Linked DNA regions of Gossypium hirsutum: region 1 is linked to region 2. Evidence: chromatin contacts called from public Hi-C data. All regions are on one chromosome and are shown on one strand. The core of a region is the stretch at or near the end of the contact, and the rest is flanking DNA. Distances in the headings are between cores, read along the strand shown. Region 1 has its middle 8.8 kb from the start of LOC107897089. Region 2 holds the start of LOC107897079 (RNA polymerase sigma factor sigC).

Evidence for each region. Hi-C and Micro-C count contacts between places; a contact is called where the count stands out from the background.
Region 1: a contact with region 2 is called in a Hi-C map of leaf, with 1.6 times the contacts expected there. The contact joins the enhancer-like site here to the promoter of LOC107897079 in region 2. A contact is called at or near these places in 2 of 34 Hi-C or Micro-C datasets (both in leaf).

Annotation. Positions count from the first base shown.
Region 1 is chrA06:32,133,796-32,139,093 of Gossypium_hirsutum_v2.1, reverse strand. It overlaps the pseudogene LOC107897088. Among protein-coding and RNA genes, the nearest start is that of LOC107897089, 8.8 kb to the left of the region's middle. Within about 2 kb of position 3,288, at least 7 of the 9 cell types and tissues checked have an H3K27ac peak or open chromatin away from gene starts, as enhancers often do. A contact at or near this core is called in leaf, where this site is marked.
Region 2 is chrA06:31,982,046-31,987,120 of Gossypium_hirsutum_v2.1, reverse strand. It overlaps LOC107897079 (RNA polymerase sigma factor sigC), which reads right to left and starts at 1,440. Exons shown (of 8, transcript XM_041115747.1): 1 at 1,213-1,440; 2 at 953-1,094; 3 at 160-308; 4 at 1-38. The coding sequence starts at 1,052.

The DNA.
Region 1 (5,298 bases), core at 2,039-4,538, 150 kb before region 2:
CTGAAACTATGTCAACTTGTAGATAATTTTTGTATGCCTCAAAGAAAAGATAAGGTTCAAACAAAGCATCCCATTGAGCTTTGTTTAGCTCAATCTCCTACATGATAACAAAAATATTAAGATGAGTCATCAATAGTTCAAGCCTCAATGCAGGCAGCAAGACCTTAATACAATAGCCTTGTATAATCTCACCTCACATATCTTATTACCATATTAGAACTGCTCAATCATAACACGAAGGGTGCTTATAGAGACATTGTAACTGGAATTCATGCAAGGGTACGCTAGAGTTATTATTGGCATATGATGAAACCGGTCACGAGGATTCTTCCGAGGATCGAAATCCAAGTTCATCCTCTTCTAGCACAACATAACAGGGTTTGGCCACCTCCACTGAGTATATACTCTAAAAAATCAAGAAACCAGCATACTAGGTATTGCATTGGGATAAAGCTGGCACAGCCGTGCGACTAGAAGAGCCCAGTTTACACCTCCTAGAAATCCTGCAACCTATAAACAAGTAAAAACATAAAAACAAAAAAAATAAAACATGATACGGAAGCAAAAAAGCCACTGAAAAGGAAATCAATATCTACCAAGCTTACATTGGAATAAATGCAACGCCTTTTGGCCCAGAACTTCAGACATCTAAGCATCATGCGGAAGTGATATAATTATACAATGGATTAGAAGCGTGCAAAATGAGAAAATTAATAAAAATAAAACAAGTGGAGGTCAAAACACAATACTCACCTCAACATTTGGAACAAGTTTAAGGATCTGATTAGCAACCCTGCACCCAACAGTTTGCTCATCAACATTAACCAGCACAAAGCCTTGTGAGATATCAAGATCCTGTTGATTAGTTCAAAAAAGGAAATAGATATCAAAATTGAGAGCAACTAAACATGCACTGCAAATGTAACATTCATAAAACTAGTAACAGAACATTATGAAATTTCGTTATTGGTCGGTCCCTTCAGCAAACGTAACATTCAAGAGTCAGGTCCTGACCATAAATTCAGCTAAAACACTCCAAGACCCATCCAACTGCTGGTCAAATTCATTTTGAACCCAAACTTATAAATTATCTAAATACAGTAGAAGGCACTTTTGCTTTTGAAACTATTGAGGAAAAAACCAACTGAGGGGGCCACTAAAAGAACTCATATATTAGGAGGTATCTATGAGTTGCAAAAGGTCAGATATGACAATTTTGCCAAATTAGTTAATAAGTATAATGTGCTATTTTAAACAAAAGAATACCAGATAGGCATACCGCCTTATACTTAAAATTGCCTATCAGTTATTATAAAACAAATAGGTTGACAACATATCAAGAAAACCAAGAAAGGTTTCTTTATCAGAGAATAGCTCGTACCACCTGCAATGTGTAGAGAAAATCATTCTTGGCGTTCACTTAAGCATTAAGAGATGCAATGCAGCAGTAACGTAGACACGTGTAAATGGAAAAAATCATCAAATGGAATACAAACTTACATCTGGTACAACCAAAAGAGATATACTTGCATAAAGAAGATCAATTGATATCCCTTGGAACTTAAATTTCATTAGTGGGACATAAGCATCTGGAACGGGTTGAAGTTCAGTAACTTCTTCCATTTCAGCCAAAATATCATGCAAAATGATGAAGAAATCTTCCTAGCAAAGTTCAAATTAATATTAGTCAAACTCGAACTACACAGCCGCCAAACTTAATTGAAGGTGCAACTCTTTTTTCATTTTTTTTTTAAAAGCAGATAAAAAACACCTCACGGTTCACATAAGATGGCCCAACACACAGAGTGTCTATGTCAGCCCCAGGTCCATGCACCTATCAAAATATGAATTGTTGCTTAGCATATGAATATCAAAGATCGATTAAACTTGTGACACGCAAATCAAAACAATCCAAACAGAATTAACATATGGCAGTTAGCAGACCAACAGACAAAGTACATGCCCACAGAGAAACCTTAATAATTCTAGAGTTTCTATTAACGCCAAGCAATGTCAGAAAGAATATGAGTTAACGAAATAGTAGACTTCATAGAGAATTAGAGTTCATACTTACCCCTAAACGGTAAGATCCAAAAGTGAAAATGACAGCATTTGCTTCTTCCACCATCTGATCTGTGTAGCCCTTTTGACGTGTTAATTGCTTTACCCAACTATTTACAATCTATGAGGAAAATAATTCACTTTTTTCAGAACTACACCAAAATATGAGATTCGATCAAAACACCTAAACTTCCGAACAAAAAAAAGAGATCAAACATCTTTAACTAAACAATATGCTAAAGCCATCTGCAGTACATTTCTCTTTCATAATTGGTTTATTTCTCGGCAAATGCTTTTTCCCTGAAAGATTTACCAAAATAATTAATAGAAATGAAAGGTTACATCACTGTGCAATCACCATAACGTGCAAACCAACTAGGTGCTTAGTAATTAAATGAAAAACATGAACCAATAGTCCCAAAACAGCAACGTACAAACAACTATTTACATTTTTCTTCCTCTAATGGCAACAAGCAAGCTTCAATTATTAGCTAATTACCTCAGTGATATGGCCAAGAACCTCTTCCCTTTTCGAAGATCCTTCTTTGCTCTCGAAAAGCCCAGACTCTATCAAAAACTGCAGAAATAAAGGACAACTCGTGGATTAAATATCATTAAAACTATGCAATCCTTAAACACACATGCACACGCGAGATTACCTTCTCCAATTCGGTATTCCATTGAATATCAGCCTCAACAGGCCCCGCAAGGGATATTGGTTTCGTGATTCCATGATTCTTCACAGACCGTGGTTGCTGCGGCGAAGATCCGTTAGGGCTCCGAGTATCCATCAGTTTCAGAAGTTAACAAACCCCATAAACGACACCGAATAAAAAGAAAGCTTGACGTTAACGCCCAATAAACTCAAGCAACCGCAATGGGAATAAAACATATTTAACAAACATGGGCTAATGAAGTTTAGATTATAAACCAAAATATTTGAAAGATTCAAAATTTTTCTTTTTTTTTTTCAGATGCGATTTTAAACACGAAAGAACGAAACAGAGAACAGACCGGAACCCTAATTCGTTGAATTGTAGGAAAACAGTTTGGGATGCTCAACGAAGAAGGTCAAACACGGAATTTCAAGGAATACAGTAGCAGATCTAAACTCGAAATTCAATAACAGTGCACAAAGACGAAAGAAAGACCGAAGTCCGAGACCGCGAAGGAAAAATCGGAGGAAATTGAGCGTTGCGTTTGGTAGGGTTTATCCGTTTGAGTTGTTTTGCATTTTTTTCCCACTAAACCGTAATTAGATTAAGGTTTAACTGCAAACTTGGTCCTCAAACTATCATTTTCCTCTCATTTTATCCCAAAATAGAAACCGCTAGTCAGTTGTAACATAATTAGACTAAGGTTTAAATGCAAAATTGATCCTCAAATTATATCACTTTTTCTCTTAAGCACCTCAAAATATATTGAGGACGAATTTTACATTTTTTTCTTTTAAAATATATAAATTTAAAACGGGATAATGGCAGAAATTTTCAATGTACTTCACTACATTTTTCGATATACTTTTCTTTTCAATCAGGGTAGAGGCAAAATGTAAAAGGGTGAATGAAATTTTAATTTTTTATAATTTATATTTTTTATAATTTTTAAAAAATTAAATTAATTTTTTTATAATTTTAAGTGGTTAATATATAATTTTATCCTTATTATTTTAAATATTTTTAAAAAATTTAAAAATTTAAATAATATTTTTACATTTTAAGGGAGGTCAGACCGTTGCCAAGTCTCATAAATTTATCACTGTTTTCAATTGTCCAATACTTATATTTTTGTTACATTTATCATTATGATACTTTAGTTCAATGGTATTAATTTCTGACAAAGAAAAACACGTAACCCACTAAAAAAATGTCACATGGCACTATAAGCCCCACGAAAAAAATAGAATAATCAGAGAGGATTTGATAAAAATTTCCCCTTCTTTTAGGTAAAAAATATTAAAACCCATAAATATTTTTCCATTTACAAACTGGAAGTGAAAACCCCTGAGCTCCATTGTTATAAATTCTATTTTCCATGAAAACCTGAAAGTCACTAACATAGTACCTTAATGATTATGTTTTCTATTTCGATATTCTCGACTTCATGCTTTCTAGTTTTATGGCTGATAAAACCAACTATGCTTTGTATTGTACTCTAAATTAAGTAATTCTATGTTCCCTTTTTTTTCTACCAAAAAATTTGAGAAATGAAAAGAATTACCCCGTCGCATATGTTGCATAAACGTTAGTAAAATAATAGTAATATAAAATTTTATATTAATCACAAGAACAATAAAAATGAAATTGGAAAACAGAAAATAAAATTAAATTGAAATAATGTATTAGTAGTTGATGCCTGTATAAACAGTCTTCTTAAGACAGATTTTGCCGCTCATTTGGTGTTGGAGAAACGGTGGTTAATAGTCTCCTAGAATACAACAACAAAATAAGCACGACTGCCATGATCAACAAATAGTAACCTTGTCTTTATTTATCACCGAAAAACATATTGAAAAAAATGTAGGAAAAGATATCTCTCAAACTTGAAAAATTTTAATGTGTATCTTTCCTATTAGATTATTTAAATTTTTAAATAAATTCAAGGGAAGAATATTTTTGAGCCAAAATTAAACGGTGTAAAAGGTATGAAAGACATAAAATCTTTCATGAGGCTATGGACCAAAATTTATAGGTAAGAATGAACTTTTCTCTTAGTTTTGATATGTGTATAGATCTTGATTGCCCACTTGGGAAATACTACAACCATTTAGTTCAGCATTAATGGGATGAAAATGACTAGGCGACATCTTATATGTGAGACATGTTAGGAAGGATTCAACACTTGTCGTTGACAACAGATAGATTATAGGAGTTTTTATCTGTATATATATTCGCAAAGGCTTAGGTTCTGACGAAGTATTGTTGTTGGTGAGGTTATGGTAAGTGTAATGATGGTGGCAAAGTAGAGGTGTGCATGGGCCGGGCGCCCCGGCCCGGCCCGAAGGCCCGCCCTAAAAATTGGAGGGTTTGGGTAAAAATATAGGTTCGAAAAATAGGCTTGGACAAAAAATGAGGCCCGTTTAGAAAACGGGCCGAGCCCCGGGTAAGATTTTTTTTGCCCGGGCTTGGCCTGGCCCAGCCCGATTTTAATATTAAATTATTTTTAAAAAATTTTTTATTTTTAATTTTAAGTAACTTTAGTACTTTGACTTTACTATTTTTGTTGTTTTTAATGTTA
Region 2 (5,075 bases), core at 191-2,690:
GAACAATTCTGTGACTGTGGTCCCTTGTCAATATTTACCTGGAAGAGAAAAAAAAAAAATCCACAATAATACAAGATACTTGACAGTGAAAAATTATGAAATATCCAATAAAGGGTTGCGTGCAGTTCAGTAGATATAATTTGATATTCAACCACACACCTTTTCTTCAATATCTGAGCAACCATTTTCTAATGTTTGCAGAGCTGCAGGTGAAGCATATGCTTTTGGAGGATCTTTTGATAGAAACACACCTTCATCAGATATTAAAGACAGCCTGGTTGAGTTAAAAGAAGCCTCCTTCCCTCTAACTGTGTTAAAGAAAAATAAATCGAAGTGAACAAAAACCAAGGGAAGAAATGAAAATTTGACAACAACCCAAAGACAAGCACTTGGTATAAGATAAGGCCAGAGAATGAATTGGAATTCAATTGCATGGACTGCATAGTAAAAGCTCGAAATAGAAAAATAACCAACTTCTTAGTCGAAGTTAATTTTAGGCCAAACCATGTTGCGAATCCCTGTTCTTGAATAAAGTTTGAGATTTTAAAAGTCCTTGCTCAATCTTAATGCAGTTAGTATTTTCTGCTAAAATTTGCATTCAAAACACTCTTACAATCATACCAACTTCAAAAGCAATTCATTATGAACTCAGTAAACACTTTTGATATGGTAACCAAATTTGATTGAAAACACTAAAGCTGTCAATGATTGAATTCGAATTTTTAAATCTAAAAAGCAAGATATTCAATTTTTAACAAAATCTAAAACTTCGCTAAATTACAGGGACATCATTTTCATCTTAGCTTCAATTAACATTAAAAGAATGCAGCAATACAAATTCAACTAAGCAATTAACTGACAATCTAACCAAACTCAGAAAATTTAAAAGCTTAACTTTCCTTTTAAGTAAAGCAAGAAGGATAGAGTGGATTTGAAAATCCATTGAACTCACCTGAAGAAGAAGAAGAAGAAGGAAGCCTGGAAGGTGAATAATTGGGAAGAAAATGAGAAGGAACTGGGAAAACACCTTTGAGATTCAATCTAAAACCCATTGTTGATTCTTATGTATTGCAGAAACAGAGTGTCCATTAAATCTTCATAAAGTTTGCAGAGTTAAATAGAAAAACGTATGTTAGCAGGCAAACCATCAAATCCATCATTCCATTTTATTTATTTTTATTCTATTTTTGCTATAATTTGTTTTGTTTTCACCTGAACCACGGGTTCTTCATCTTCAAAAACTTGTGTCAAAGACAGCTTCAGCCTTCTCTTTTCCGGATGATAAAAGTGCCCAAAATATCTTTTGCTGGATTTGGGTTTGTTATTAGGCCACCTCTAATATCTGGGCTCTTCTGCAATAATTGAGCTTTTTTTCTTTTCTTCTTCCTGGACTTGTGTTTGAAATCATATTTTATTATTTAGTCCCTCGCACAATTTCTTTGGGTGCTTTTTTTTTTCTCCGTTAGACTTTAAATTTAGTAGATTTTTTCAAATTTGCTCTTAAATTTGAATTTTATTAAGATATAATGACTTGAAACTTTAAAATTAAACCACATCATCAAATAATTGACGTCATCATCACACCTTAATGTTATTTAAATTTAAAGGTTAAATTAAAAAAAATTGTCAAGTTCTGAAATTAATGTGAATAAAAATATTTAAAAACCAAGTTAAAAAAAAATTATCAAGAACTAAATATTCAAATTGAGATGCATTATTCGGAAACAAATTTAGCATCTCATTTATAACTTTTAATTTGGATTTTGTCTAATTACTTTTTATTAATATCAGATTCAACCTATTTAAGGCTTGGGATTTCAATAGATTTGATTGAATTTGATTGAAGTAGAATTTTCTTTAAACTTGAATTTAATTTTTAATAAATCATTGGTAAAAAAATTGATAATAAAATTAAGAATTGTATATAAATTAGATTTTAACACGTATAAATATAAATATCAATTAGTTGGAGATAAAATGTTTTTTCCTTTTGAATTTAAGATAAAATGTATTTTAGATCAAGTTGCCGCATATTCCAAATGATCATGTGCCTATTAATTCCAAATGGCATCAAATTGCTTTTGAGCATTTGCTTTTACCTTTGGCTATTATGTGTATTGCAGCACATAGACCCCATCTAATAGTGATGGGAGAGAATTTCCTGTTGCAATGGAAATGAAGAAAATCGAGAGAAGAGAGAAAACAGAGAGGAAAAGATCTAGAGAGAGAAAGAAGGCAATGGATTTCATTCATAAAATTAGTGTAAAAAAATAGAATATTAGTAATGACAATATACCATAAAAAAAGAGAAAGAAAAAATAAAGAACACACATATTTTTATGTGGAAACCCTTTCGGGAAAAAAATCACGGGCAGAGGAGAAGAAAATTCACTATGTCAAATTCGAATGATTATAAGAGGAGTAGACTATGTCTATTTATAGGCTTGTAAAACCATATTCTAATAGGAATGTAGTAAGATTGAAATACCCAATTCTAATCAATATCAAATAGATAGAGTTTAATAAGGTTTAAAAAACATTATTCTAAAAAAAAATAAAAGAAGTGTAGTTCTATATGGATTTTACAATTTTATTTTATCACTGTATTTTATTTAAATCAGAATTCGGGTTACTCAATTCTAACAATCTCCACCTTGACATGAATTCTTAATGAACAAGTTCTTCATTGCAAACTCTCAACGAACAAGTTCTCCACCTCTGCTAGAAAATCCCTTAAGGGTTTAACTTCAACAATGAACACCAACCAAGTCTAAGCAATGCTCAAACTTAGTTATAGGAAGTGACTTAGTCATCATATCTGTAGGAGTTTTAAGAGTACTAATTTTGCTTACAACAATATCACCACGAGCAATAATATCACGAACAAAATGATATCAAATATCAATGTGTTTTGTTCTCTCATGAAACATTTGATCTTTTGTAAAGAAGATGTCACTTTGATTGTCACAAAATACTGTACTGATTTTAACGTCTTCATTGAGTTCACTAAAGAGTCCCTTCAACCAAATGGCTTCTTTACAAGCCTTAGTAATCGCCATGTACTCAGCTTCAATGGTAGACAAAGCAACTGTAGTTTACAAAGTGGCATTCCAACTGATTGTACAACCTCTAATTGTAAAGATATAACCTGTGAGAGATCTTCTTCTATCAAGATCTCCAGCAAAATCAGCATCAACATACCCAATGACTTCATCTCTAGTTCTTCCAAACTGTAAGCAAACATTATTAGTACCTCATAAGTATATTAAAATCCACTAAACTATTTTCCAGTGTTCTTTATCGAGATTCACTATGTATCTACTAACTGCACTGACTACATATGATAAATTTGGACATGAGAGATTCCACTGCACTAGAATATGGAACATGTACCATGTACTCAATCTCATCATCTGATTGTGGAGACAAAGCCGATGAAAATCTGAAATGGGCTGCTAAAGGAGTATTAATAGGTTTAGCATTCTGCATATTAAACCTGTAAAGAATTTTCTCAATGTAACCTTTCTGACTTAGGTACAATTTACTTGATTTTCTATCTTTGAGAAACTCCATACCAAGTATCTTCTTTATTGGTCCCAAATCTTTCAACTTAAATTCTTCATTATTTGGGCTTTGACCTTTTTTATTTCTCCTTTATCTTTCGCTGCTATCAACATGTTATCAACATAAAGGAGTAGATACGCAAAAAACCATCATTGTTTTTCTCAAAGTAAACACAAATTTCAAATCTACTTCTTTTGAAATCATAAAAAGTCATAAAGGAATCAAATCTCTTGTACCACTGTCTTGGTGACTGTTTCAAACTATAAAAGGACTTTTTCAGCAAGCAAACATAGTCTTATTTTTTTGAGACTATAAAACCCTCTAGTTGTTGCATGTAAATATCCTCCTCAAGTTCTCCATGCAAAAATGCAGTTTTTACATCTAACTGCTCAAGTTCCAAATCATGCATGGCTATAATACCAAGCAAAGCTCGAATCAAACTATGCTTCACAACTAGGGTGAACACATATGTGAAGTCCACTCCTGGAATTTGACTGTAACCCTTTACAATAAGCCTTGCTTTATATCTGGGTTCTTCAACTCTTAGAGTCCCTTCTTTCTTTTTAAACACCCATTTACAACGAACAACCTTTTTCCCTTTAGAAAGTTTCACAAGATCCTGTATTCTATTTTTGTGGAGTGATTCATCTCCTCTTGCATAGCAAAATCCACTTTTCTGAGTCTTCAAAGCTAACCACCTCAGAATAATTAGATAGCTCTTGGTTTGCATCTACATCTTCAGCCACATATAAAGCATAAGCAGCTAGATCAGCCTTGCCATACTTCTTTGGAGGTTTAATTTCTTTTATAGTTCTATTTTTGGCGATAGAGTATTGTGGTGAAGAAGCAACTCTATTCTAAATTTCTGTATTAGCTTGAGGAGTGAGTCTGTTGTAGATTCTAGATTAATCTGATGCTCCACCTACTTTTGATATTTCTTAATTGGAAGAGTCTTTAAGAGATAAGTTAGGTAGCATAGCAGTTTCATAAAAAATAACATTTTTGCTAATCACAACTTTTCTATTTTCAGGACACTATAACTTATACCCTTTTGTACTAGTTTTATAATTAAGAAAAATACATTTAATGGATCTCGATTCCAATTTTCCATTATTAACATGAGCATACGCATGACACCCAAAGATCTTTAAATCAGAATAATCAGCAGGACTACTAGACCATACCTCTTGTGGAGTCTTTTTCTTAGTGGGAAAGGATGAAGATCAATTGATCAAAAAATATGCAGTAGAGGCTGTTTTACCCTAAAACAACTTTGGTAAGTTAGCATTCGACAACATACATCGAACTTTCTCTATGATTGTTCTGTTCATTCATTCTGCAACGCTGTTTTGTTGTGAAGTATGACGAACTGTCAAGTGTCTCACGATTCCTTCTAACTTACATAGTTTATTAAACTCATCAAAACAGAACTCTAAGCCATTGTCTGTGCGGAGGTGTTTTATTTATTTTCCCATCTATTTTTCAATAATAGTTTTCCAAGACTTAAATGC